2 separate regions of the Gossypium hirsutum genome follow, and region 2 is linked to region 1. The links are chromatin contacts, called in public Hi-C maps. All regions are on one chromosome and are shown on one strand. Each heading gives the region's core, a stretch centred on a gene start, on an enhancer-like site or on the middle of the called end of the contact. The rest is flanking DNA. Distances are from core to core; before and after follow the strand shown. Region 1 holds the start of LOC107917412 (cysteine-tryptophan domain-containing zinc finger protein 3). Region 2 has its middle 8.3 kb from the start of LOC107953202.

What was found. Hi-C and Micro-C count contacts between places; a contact is called where the count stands out from the background.
Region 2: a contact with region 1 is called in a Hi-C map of leaf, with 2.7 times the contacts expected there. The contact joins the enhancer-like site here to the promoter of LOC107917412 in region 1. A contact is called at or near these places in 13 of 34 Hi-C or Micro-C datasets (anther, callus, fibers and 2 more).

The regions. Positions count from the first base shown.
Region 1 is chrD08:5,309,884-5,316,257 of Gossypium_hirsutum_v2.1, forward strand. It overlaps LOC107917412 (cysteine-tryptophan domain-containing zinc finger protein 3), which reads right to left and starts at 1,326. Exons shown (of 14, transcript XM_016846767.2): 1 at 705-1,326. The coding sequence starts at 878.
Region 2 is chrD08:5,459,456-5,466,028 of Gossypium_hirsutum_v2.1, forward strand. No RefSeq gene overlaps it. Among protein-coding and RNA genes, the nearest start is that of LOC107953202, 8.3 kb to the left of the region's middle. Within about 2 kb of position 1,421, at least 5 of the 9 cell types and tissues checked have an H3K27ac peak or open chromatin away from gene starts, as enhancers often do. A contact at or near this core is called in hypocotyl and leaf, where this site is marked.

The DNA of each region.
Region 1 (6,374 bases), core at 76-2,575:
AGACAAGGAGACTATATAAGGTAACTAATGCACATGAATCTTACTCTCTAACTTCCAATTACAAAATCCCCAAGGTTATATTCAACATTACCACAATAAAACATCACCAACCTTACATCAAAACAAAAGTGAAAAGAATGTCACTTGAATCTCACTTAGCTAACTTCCAATTATGAATGTTACATTCAAGATTACCATAATTATACAAGGAAGCAAAGTTATGAGCATTGAACCCAGTGTTTGCTCCTGCAAAAGGTGTGTGAGTTGTAACAAAAAATATATATATGTGCATTGCCTTCTCCGGTAAACATGTGTCTAACTCGCATCTAACAACTCGAAAACCATAAAATTATGAATACACCACTACATACACACTAAACAAAACCCTTCATTTATGACCACGTTACACATGTAGTAGAAAACAATTCTATTCACCTAATTAAACCTCTTAAAAGCTAAATTCTTTAGATACGTACATCATAAACCACACAAAACTAGCAATATTGGAATAAAAAATTAAAAGCCAATCATAAGTTATAAAGAAAGTAACACAAACGGTAAAAACATTTAAACTGAAATTATAATACAAATGAAGAAATAAAAACGAGTCAAAACAATATAAATGAACATAGAATTTTTTTTTTTTTAAATGAAAGCCAGCTTTTTGCAGATCAGAGGAAATAAGAAGCACCAAGTTTGCTTACAATGTAAGAGAGAGAAGATAGATCATTCTTGGGGCCGAATGTGTCATCATAAGCATCGTCATTGTCATTATTTGAACAGGCCTCTCCTTCTTCAAGCTCAGTCTCTTCCATTTCTCTTGCACCAAAACCTAATCCTAGCCCCTTCCTCGTATCGTTACACCCTAACGAAATCATTCAAAAAAAAGAGAGAACATTTTTTTTAAGAAAAAAGGAGAGTAAATCTGACCTGAATTATCAAATTCTCAAACGTAGTTTTCTATTATTCGAATCCCACGAGTCTTTTTCCCTACCATTTTGAACAACTCCCTAAAACCCACCATGAGGAAAGGGGCTCTTCTACCCTAATTTCCATAAAAAATAAAAACAAAAAACTCGATCACAAATTCAAACACCTAATCAAAATTTTAGAATGGTTCAATTTCCGAAAAGAATAATAAAGCGATTTAAACTCAAGGATCTCCTCGAATTTTATTGTTTCGTAGGGAAATTTTTTGGTTCTTTTTTTTCGATGCGATCTCTTTTAGCTGGAATCAATTAGCACGTAAGAAAATGAGAGAGAGAAAGAGAAACTCTCTCTGGTTTTGGTGTCAAAGAAGCCGCCTTTTATTTGCTTGTTTATTTATTTTTATTTCTCTTCTCTCCTTCTTCGTCGTTTTTTGTTTTGATCATTTCTAAGTATTTTTACTTTTCAAGTTGTATATTTTAGGTTTTTTATTTGAATATTAAAAAAAATATTGTGGTGGTTGATCTTGAAATCCGATTAAATTGGTTAATTGGATTAAAAACGGATCAATATAATTATTTAAACAAAAAAATTTGAACCAACTATTTAAAAGTTGTAAAAAGAAAATCTAAATCATTGCTTCAATTTTTAAAACATTAAATATATTTGTAAGTTATTAATTATTTGCAATTAACATAAGTTAGCCTTTCTTTGGATTAGGTTTTCTCTGTTAATCTAAATTTAGACGATTTGGAAGACGACCCTATTTCAGGATAAGAGGAGATTGACGAAGGAGACGATGACTTCAGGCTCTGCTTAGTAGGCAAGGTGCTAACTAGAGGTGCTCATTGGCCGGGCCGGGTTCGGGTCGAGCCCATAAAAATATTCGGCCCGGGTCCTAGTCCTGGGCCTGGCCCGGCTTGAAATATGAGCCTGAAATTTTATCCAGGCCCGGCCCGGGAAAAAATCATAAGCTCAGGCCCGGCCCGACCCGGCCTATTTTTTTAATAAATACTAAAAATTTATTTTAAAAATTAAAAAAAATTATTTTAAAAAGTATTTTAAAAATATTTTAAAATTTAAAAAAAATTTAAAAATAAATATATTTATTATATCGAGCCGGGCCCGGGCCAAAAAAGTGGTGCCCGAGGCCCAGCCTGTTTTCTAAACGGGCCTCATTTTTTTGCCCAAGCCCATATTTCGGGCCTATATTTTTATTCAAACCCTCTCATATTTCGAGCGGGCCGTCGGGCCGGGCCGGGCCGCCCGGCCCATGAGCACCTCTAGTGCTAACAGATAGTTCAATCCACTTCCCATCCTTAAGAAATGTTCTGTCTGAATTGTGGCATCCTATTGAAAAGGTTACCATATCAGAGATTGAGGAAAAACATATTCTATTTCGATTCTACAATAAAGTTTATTTAAAAAGGTTGATCAATGGTATTCATTTGTTCTTTAATCGACACCTAATAATATTTCATAAATTAATGAGAGGGGAGGATCCGTTACTTGTTCCCCTTACATTACACAACTTTTTTGTGCAAATACATGATTTACCATTGGGTTCAATGTCGGAAGGCATGGCAAGACAATTGGGCAACTTTATTGGGGAACTTTTGGATTATGATACAAAGATTCTAATAAAGGGTTTACGGAAGATCATGCACATCAAAGTATGTTTGGATGTCCGAAGCCCCTTAAAAAGAAAGAAACGAATAGTGTATGGCAAAGATAAGTCAACTTACGCTACTTTTCAATATGAAAAGACTTTCTCTATTTTGTTTTCTGTGTGGCCATCTAGGGCACGACGAAAGTTGCTGTCCTCTCCGTATTTCGTTGAGATCTCAATAAGTTGAATTTGGTTGGGATATTTCTTTAAAAGCGGCACCAAGGAGGGAATCGAAAACTGTAAGTAAGTGGCATCGAAAGGAACCAAAAGAGGTGATCAAGAGCGACATGGATGATGGGTGTCGAATCCACCAACATAAACCTACGCCTTAGTTTGCAAATTATGCAGTATAGAGAGTAGGGCCGATCCCTCAGAGACTGGTTTATTGTAAACTGTTGCTCGCTTGACCAGATTTATGTCGGGGCAGCTGTCGTGCCCAAGACGTTTGGGGGAGGATAAAATCGAAAACTTGGAACCTGAAATAAATAAATAAAATGCGTAAAAAGTAAAAGTTGAAGACAAAATAATAAAAATAGTTAAATAAAATATGTAAGAGAATTAATTTAAATAAGCTCAGCCTTAGGCACGATTTTCCCTCGTCTTTGAACCGATCCTCGAAATTAAATGAACTCCTCTTCTCCAATAAGCTAGTTATAGCTACCAAGGATGCCTCGGACACCAACTCTTCCTTGTGTAAATTAGTTATGGAACGTCTAATAACTAACTCTTACCGATCGAACAACCATGAAACATTCGTGATTTAGAACTCCGGCAGTTTTGCGTTCTAGAAGAGCCTAGCTCGAACCAATGCCCTCAACTGCGTGGGACATTTAAATTCGGTTACTACTTCCCTTGACGGAACCAAACAGCAATCTCCCCTTGGCACGCCAATGTGTTCACAGAAAACCGATTAGAAACGTTCTTTTCGGAATTCCAACTGTACGTCTAATCACACTAAATCAAACGACGTCTTTTTTGACTTAGTGTTGATCTGACTTTATGAGCTGACAAAATCATACTCTTAATCCGGAGAAGTAATAAGTACTGGAATTTTAGGAGTTAAATGGCTCGGGTTCGTAACTCACGGGTTTTGACGAGGCTAATTTCGGCCTAAAGCTGAAAATGGGTTTAGTTGGCTAAGGTTTGGGACATGTTGATATTTGATAAATTAATTAAGGTAAATGGGTGAAAATGTGGGTGATGTGATTGAGTATGGGGGTTGGAATATATTAAAGTGGGGTGGTTAACTATTTGGAAAAAAAATTGAAACAGGAATTGCAAATGGCTTGATTTGGCGATTAGCTACTGGAAATTAAAAATTAAAGGAAATGAAACTAAAGAAACAACAATGCTACGTGAGCAAAGAGAGAATGTATTGAAAGACAATAACTTAATATTTTTGATTGATTGATGAATAAATGAACAATACATACTCTATTTATACTAGAGGATTTACTAAATTAGGAGCCAACTAGTCATAGGAAATTAAGAAAAAATATCCCATAATAAAATAAATCTCAAAATAATCTCCCCCACTAAGTCAACAAAATTTTCAGCTAATTAATATTGGAAAAATTCTACTTTGGCCCTCCTTCTTTGCTTCTTTCTTTAATTTGGCCCAATTGTTTCCTTTTTCTTCTATTTAGCCCCAAATTGCATTCCTGCACAAAATTCAATAAATATGGCAAAATTAGTGGTGTATTCTTATAAATTAACCAATTTAGTTACATAAAATATGTAACTTTAGCATTTAATCAATGGACATGGAAGAAATTCGTAAAATGAATTAGATGTGATCTCAAGGAGAGGAGGAATTTCATAATGTGAGAGGAAAAGGCATGGAAAATGAATTAAGCAGAAGATTTTATAGGACTTATCAAGTTAATGAATCTGCAAATCGAAGGTGTGAAAACGAGGCAAAGCATAATATGATAATAGAAGCAAATGAGGTACTTAAAGAAACGCCAATCGGACCTATTAATGGAAAGAAAAGATAGAGGATTCAACAAATAGAAGGGGTTCATCAAAATAACCGATCAAGTTCTACGATCAATAATGAAATATCTACGACCGCTAATAAGCAGGCCGACCGGTCGCAATGAAAATATTAAGTTAGAATGTCCGTGGCCTGGGGCAACCGCGAACAGTTAAACGTCTCAAAAATAGCTTGAGACAACATTAGCCTCAAATTTTGTTTCTAATTGAGACAAAAGTCAATTCAATAAGAATGGAAGCAATAAGGAAAATGTGTGGCTATGCAAACGGAATTGATGTTTGTGCGAACGGATCGAAAGGGGGACTTTCTCTTGGCCGGAATGAATGAATAATTGTTAAACTGATAAGCTATTCTAGATCTCATATTGACATTGAAGTTATGGAAAATAGTGGAGAAGAGTATTGGCGCTTTACAGGTTTTTATGGTTCGCCAATTAAGCACAAAAGGAAGGATTCATGGAGCCGCCTTAGATAGTTAAAAAGAAGCAACCAGATGCCATGGCTTGTTATGGGAGATTTTAATGAAATACTCTTCTCGTTTGAAAAAAGATAGGGTAGGTTAAGGGAGAAAAGACAAATGTTGGCATTTAGGGAGGCTTTGGGAGATTATGAACTGAATGATTTAGGCTTTTCAGGTCAATGGTTTACGTAGGAACGAGGTAGACTTCCAAACAATAACATTCGTGAAAGACTTGATAGAGGGGTGACAAATCCATTATGGTGGGAAAAGTTTCCGAATTTCTCAGTCCAACATAAGTGTCATAGTATTTATGATAATTGTCCTATAATTATTAATATAATGACGCATGGAAGAGGGAGATTTGCGAATAGTAAAAGCCCAGTGCAATTCAATGCTAACTGGGTACTGAAAAACAATTTTGAAAAGTTAATCAGTCAATAGTGGGATTTGGGAGAAAAGGGTCTGCCAGAGAAATTAGAAGATCTGAAATTGAAATTGAAATCTTGGGATAGATCTAGTAGCAGATCCAGATGAAAGACCAGGGAAGAATTAAAATTGTGACTTAACAATTTAAATAAAGAAGATCCAGATGAAGACATCTTGGCTGAATTAACAGAAGTTAAACTAGCACTAAATATGAAAGCTGACAAGGAAGAATTATTTTGGGAACAACGGGCAAGAGCTAATTGGTTACGAATAGGGGATCGAAACACCACTTTCTTCCATAATTTTGTAACCCAATGCAAAAGAAAACATGCAATAAAGATTTTGGAGGATGGAAGGGATGGATGGGTGGAGGGTGACAACGCCATTATTGAACTTGCGACTGATTTCTTTCAAAAACTATTCTCTTCCAAACCATTACAAAGTGGTGAAAGGCTTAGAAGCAAAATAAAACTGTGCATTACAGAATATTTAAATGAGGAACTCGTTAAAGAATTTAAAGAAGAAGAGGTGATGGAAGCTTTAAAAAGTATGGCACCTCTCAAAGCATCTGGAAAAGATGGATACCCAACGTTTTTTCTACCAAAAATTCAGGCATATTATAGGAAATGACGTTGTTAATTATTGCCTCTAAGTGTTGAATAATGGGAAGAATTTTGAGGAAATTAACAAAAACCAATATTGTGCTTATCCCTAAGGTACAAGCCCCTGCGAATTTGGGACAGTTCAGACCCATAAGTCTTTGTAATGTCATCTACAAATTAATCTCAAAAGTAGTGGTTAATAGATTCCGAAGGGTGCTACACTTATGTATCGAAGAAACGCAAAGTGCATTTGTCCCAGGAAGATAAATAACTGATAACATTCTAATAGCTTATG
Region 2 (6,573 bases), core at 171-2,670, 150 kb after region 1:
GACCTGTAACGACCCATCTGTTACCTTCTCTCGCACGAAGTGATGATCAATCTCCATATGTTTCACCCTTGCATGATGCATAGGGTTGGCTGACAGAGACACTGTGGATGTGTTATCGCACCAGACTGTGGGTGCATGGTCCATGCAAATCCCTATCTCATCCAGTATTTGTCGAACCCATAACAACTCAGAGACACAGTTTGCAAGACTCCTATATTCAGCCTCTGTAGATGATCGGGACACAACAGGCTGCTTTTTGGAGCACCAAGCTATTGGAGTTGTTCCAAGATAGATAACATAGCCTGTGGTAGAGCGACGATCTTCAATAGAAGAGGCCCAATCAGCATCTGAGTAGCAAACTGGCTTGAACAATCCTTTGGAAAGAAATAACCCATGATCAACAGTTCCATGTTAAAATATACAAAGAACTATATCTGATGAATACTCTTTTTTACTTACTTATCATTAAGCTCAGCACATGTATTTATACAGTATTGATAGGGAGTAACTTCTTCAACTAACTAACTGTTTACTCAACAACTAACTACTTTATTAACAGCTGGCTTAACTACTAATTTCCTTTCTATTACTCTAACACTATCTACACCATTTTCACCAAAGAAAAAAACCCTGTTCTCATTGTCCATTTTCGCACCCAATTTTTCCTTCTTCAGTACCATAAAAATTTTTTCATACTCATTTATTTAACTTAGTAAACGGACATAAACGAACGCTATATGAATGGTTCATGAACAGTTCAAACAATTTGTTCATTTAAACTCCTAAATATTTCAGAACCACTATAATTAAACTAGAATATTTCTTCGCGTATGCTACAGTTTAAAATAATTAAATAAAATTATTATGATATTAACATAGAAATTAAATTTGTGATTATTGTTCATAATAGAATATAAAGTCATAACTTATAATCATAACATCATGGAGAAATATATTTTAATTTAAAAAAGAGTATAAAATTTATATATTATCTCTTGAATAATTTAAATGATGATGCTAATGTTTATATATTAAAATTAATATATTTAAAGAAACAAATTACTTATTAAGTTATTGCATTTATTCTAGGTGATTAAATTTTAAATTTAATTTATCTATTTTATAAAATTATTAGATAATTTTAGCAACTTAGAGTAACTTGACTTGAGCGGGAATAAGGTGGAGAAGTTCGTGCGCATAAAGATTAAAGGTATATGTTTTAATTAAATAATAAAAAATATTTAAAAATAAAAAATCCTATTGAGGGTCAATATTTTATTATTAAAGAAATCCATTGATTATCGGACAGAAAACCTTTTAAAGATTTCAAGAGTCGATCCCCCCGACAATAGTGATATAGCAATAATTTGAAGCAGTCAAGAAACCTGTAGTAAGGGCATAGCAAGAGGGCTGGAGGCTTGACCCCAAAATCAAGAGACAGCCCCATAATGGCCACTTGTGTTGAGTGGTCTGCTTTTCTCCTTTGGGATGCTTGAATTTTCCACATTCAAAACCCACTTGGCAAACTGTTGCTACGAATGTCATTGAATTTTCCACAAGGAATTTGTCCCATATGTATTGAATTTTTTTTTATATCCCATACGTCGTTTTATAATACAATATACTTTTTAGTAAATTAGTTCTTTATAGCAATTTGTTTCAAATTTTAGCACAATTAATTCTATTTTTAAATGAATAAAAATAATAAATTTAGTTAAGATATTATTTTAATAAAATGTTTAAATTTTATATAAAATATATTAATCATATTATATAAGTTTAAAGGTGTAAAAAGTCCTTGAACTTAAAAAGAAAAAAAGAGCAATTAAACTTTATTTTTACACTCAATTAGATACTTGAACTATTAAAACTCAATAAAATGATCCATTGACTGATGTTGACTGTTAATTTTTAACGGTCAAGATGATGTGGCAGTTAAATTTGACATTTTTATTTCGTTTTTGTCAACTAAAACGCCACTTCAGATGTCACGTATAATGTTGATGACATCAACATTTTTTCTTGATACAATGATATCTTTATAAGTGAGGGAAAAATCTTCTATTTATAGTTTTGCTCTCTTAAATTCAACTATACATTTTAATTTTCATCGATGATCGAAATCAAAATCAAGCCACAATTGAAATTTTTAAAAATTTACACAATTTCCTAATATTACAAAATCAAATCTTCTCAAATGTTTTTTTATATTTATCATTATATAAGTTTTTTAATTGTTTTCTGAACCACCAGAATTTTATGTGGATGAGATTTTCCACATTTTCCACGAATAAGTTAGTAATCATCTGATAGAGTAACAATTTGCAGCAGTTGAGAAAGGGTATAGGGAAAGGGCTGGAGGGTTGACGCAAAAGTCAAGAGGCATCTCTATAACTATCACTTGTGTTTGAGTGGTCTGCTTTTCTTGTCACCATTGTTACGAATGCCATTGAATTTTCCACAAGGAATTTATCCCATATATATTAAAAATATATGTGTTTTATTTTTCAATTCAATTATTATTGTTTATTTTATGCTTCAATTCAGTTTATTATATATAAATTTTAATGTCAGTAATTTATTTTTATGTAAATATTAACATGTTTGTTTATTCACGTCATGTTGATTCTATTTTTTTAATTCTTTTTCATATTTTGGTTACTGAATGATGGGTATAAAATATTATAAATAAAATTAAATTCTTTTCTATTTAACTCCAAAGCCAAATCTAAAGTTTTTTTTTTCTACAATGAAAGTATTATAAATCTCTAAACTTAAAAATATTTTAAAAACCTTTGGTTGAAAGAAAATCTTTATAAATTTTAAAACCAAAACACAGAACTTTAGATTTCCAAACGTTTCACAAAAACATTATAGTTGTTGAGTAATATTTTTCTTGTGTTTTATTGATGGGAGCCTTCGGGTATTTATACATGTTATTACAGCTCATGATATGACCTCCACTGCTTTATCTTGACTCCATTGTTCCTAGTATTGACATTCTTTACGAACTCCAGCATGCTGGACACGTGTCTGGGTTGCCTGTGGAGAGTGTGGTCCTTTTTGCGAACCCATAGGGCATATGCGAACTGAGATCGTTGCCTTTCCTTGGTTCGTGCAAGTTGGATTCGTGAGCTGGGTCCGCGACCTCGCCTTGCTATCCTCTTGTGGTTCCTTTCACGCTCAATCGTTTAGTGGAGCCTATCTGGGTTACGGGAAAGTGACCCGGATCCTATCAATGGCTCAAGTTAGTGATATCTAGTATATAACAATAGTCCCCCTAGTGGGTTTAAGGAGGGTTACAAAGTGGTGCTTCTTAGATCCATCACATCAAGTTCACATGAAGTTTCTTATGTACGCTGCGAGCTGTGATGCATAGTGATTGTCTTGTCACGTGCGTGAGTGAGTTTCATGTGCATGTATATGATCGTTGAAAGTTGAACCGTTTCCATCTACTCGTATCTGGGTCGTTGATCTACCTTTGTCATATGAACCGTCTAAAAGTGGGGGGAAAAGACTTCTTTAAAAGGGGGTTTCCTAAAACCCTAGAACTCACGCTATTAGTATCTTCATAATTGGAATCGATTGAAGTTCTTCTTCAAGGTAAATCTCAAGAATCCCTCACTTTAGGTTTTAAATTTCTTCCATCCTTCTTTTTTTCTTTATGCCAAAAACATGTTGAGGATGAGAGGGGGCCCATGGCCAAATAGTTCCGCACTATCCACCGCGGGAACATCTTTCTAAAGCTCTTGTTTAGGCCAATTTTGTCCATTTCACTACAAAGCATGAAGAAATGCTTCGAGCTCTACATGCGCGAGGAATCAAAATTCTCAATTTTGCCTACGAATTCTCCATCCCTAAAGGTTCGCACCGATTCAGCGATACCAGCAATGGTAGTTTTCTACTTCATTTCCACGCATTGGAGGCTAGGTTTCATTTGCATTTGAACCCCTTCTTTTGCCATCTACTTGATGATTACCAAATTGCCCTTGGTCAACTTTGTGAGATTTCATGATGGATTGCAATGGCCTACATTATTGATTATTGTTATTGCAACAAAGCACCACAACTTGCAATATTCCAAAATTGTACCTATTAAAGGCTCAAATTCTAGTGAATTCAGTAGGTTTTTATTATTTCTCTCCATTGTGGGAAAGGCCCAAGTATAATTACGAACTGATGCCCAAACCTTCAGTTGAACTGGAGTAAGTACATCAGGGTAAATTACAAGTTTGTCGATGGGTTTGGGTTTCCTACAGAGTGGTCTACCCTTAATAGAGATATGTGTTCTTTCCAGCGAACTGTTAGGACGGTTGGAGGTGAGGCCTAGCTGAGAAGGCTTAACGTTAGTAATTCCTTAATTATTGAGGACGCTATAATTGTAAGGAGCATATTCTTATATTGTTTGAAAGGTCGCAACCCTAATGGGTAAAGACAGGGTGATACAAAAGAAGTTGTTGAGGCATTAGGTGTGGTTTCTAGGAGGCAATCATGGTTACATGTGCTCTACGGTGATAACGATCATTTGGGCTAAATTTTAATAGGGTTGAGGGAAGAGCCTAGAAATTTCTATTACACTTATTGTGGGATAAACACTCATCCTTGGACAATATCGGGCTTACCATAGATGAAAAGTAATTCCCCCGTTAATCTGCTACATACTCCTACTGATGTTAGGGTTGTTGATGATGCAGACATAATTTACAGTTTGGAGAGTGACTTTAAGAAAATGATCAGTATCTCATCAGAAATTAACGAGGCTATCGAAGCTACTTAGGTGATGAATCTACGAGCTACTTTGAGGGACTAACACAAGAGGCGTAGAACTGGTATGAGCGCCATTAACGTGGTTATTACCAGTGAAGAGGATATAGATAGTGGTTGGTTAGAGCGTTATCGCAAAAATAGCTGCAAAATTTCTGTATGCTACGCAACCTCTGGTTTCTTGTTCCTCTCCTCGTCCTTTATATCCAAATTATTTAAATCCAAGACTTGATTTGCTAATACTGCTCCTCGCAAACTCTGTCTTTTAGTGACGGGTTCTCATGCCTGATTAATAAATAACATTTGACACTACCTTATAGTTTGCTGATCTGAGCTTAAAAATCTGACCCCAATCTTTGTCGAAAACATGATTTTCATGCAAAACATTGTGACCACCATCTTTTCCATCCTCATCACCGGTCGTCCAAAGATAGCATTGTACGCCATTAAATGGTCTATCACATAGAATTTAACATACTCCATAGTTGTGTGCTAGCCATCTCTTAACATTGGTAAGGTGATTGAGCCTTTGACCTTAACTGGGTGGTTCACAAAGTTATATAACGGATTAACCTTAGACAACACATATTTTTTCAATCTCATCTTTTGGTATGCATCCTAAGACAACACCCCAAATGCATTTCTACTGTTTATGAATATCCTTTTGACCTCAAAACCTGCAATTATTGTCGAAACAACCATTGGATCATTACCCTCTTCGTTATAAACTAATTCTCCATTGTCACTATTAAATCCCACACTCTATTTTTCCTACTGGAGTGATCTCTTGGAGCGCTATTTGACATCACGCTTCTCATATGTACCCTCTTTTTTACGTTGAAACCTACCTAGTCTTTATCCGTGCCTACAATCACGTGGATGGTATGCTTAACTTTCTGTTAACCCTTAGGGTTGCTACGCGAACCTTGACCCTATTAGAGACTGCTTTGGTTCACAAATTTTGAGAGTTCATCATTTCGTACTACCTCATCTATGGCACCCTTCAACGTGAAACAATAATTAATTTTGTGCCCAATGTCATCGTGGAAGGCACATCTATCCCTAGAATTCAATCTTCTTGCAATGCTCCTCATCGAGGGTGGCTTGGGTAGGATACCAAGGCTCTTGACTTGGCTAAGAATGAAAGTGCAGGTGGCATTCAACAGGGTGTAAGCTTCAAGTCCGCTATCAAGAAAGTACCTCCTGGTGTACTCTAGTTAAGAACCTTGGGGGGCCTTGAGAGGGTTACCATGAGCTTAATTTTTGTACAACTTATCATTTCTCACTTGTAATAATTGGTCAGGAGGGCCCTATCTACTTCAAGATCCTTCTATTTTCCTTGATTGTCTGTTCTCCATTTGAAAGGTTTCACGGTATGCCCTCTTGATTTCTTTCTCCTTCACGAACTTGTAGGTTCACTCGTATAAGTTAGCCAAACTTTGCGGTCTGTTATAGGTAAATGAGTATTGTACATGATTAATTAGCGTCGTTGAAAAGGCCTTGCACTTCGCTACATTTGATGTCTCTATCACATTCATATAGTCATTGTATTGCACCAAATGGGATTGCGGATCCCTTCTTTCTTTGAACATATCTATTGGGACTTTGAAGTCACGTGATAAGTTTACTATTACGATCTCAAGGACCAATAGATTGTTTGAGTAGAACCAATCGATGTTCTGATATTTAGGGTGTAGCACCCTTACACCCCTTTGTAACTCTTCTATCTCATTTTGCCATTCTTTCACCTGTATGCCTAGGACTTCATTCTGCATGTTTACGTTGTCTTGGAAGCCAAAGTTATCAGAA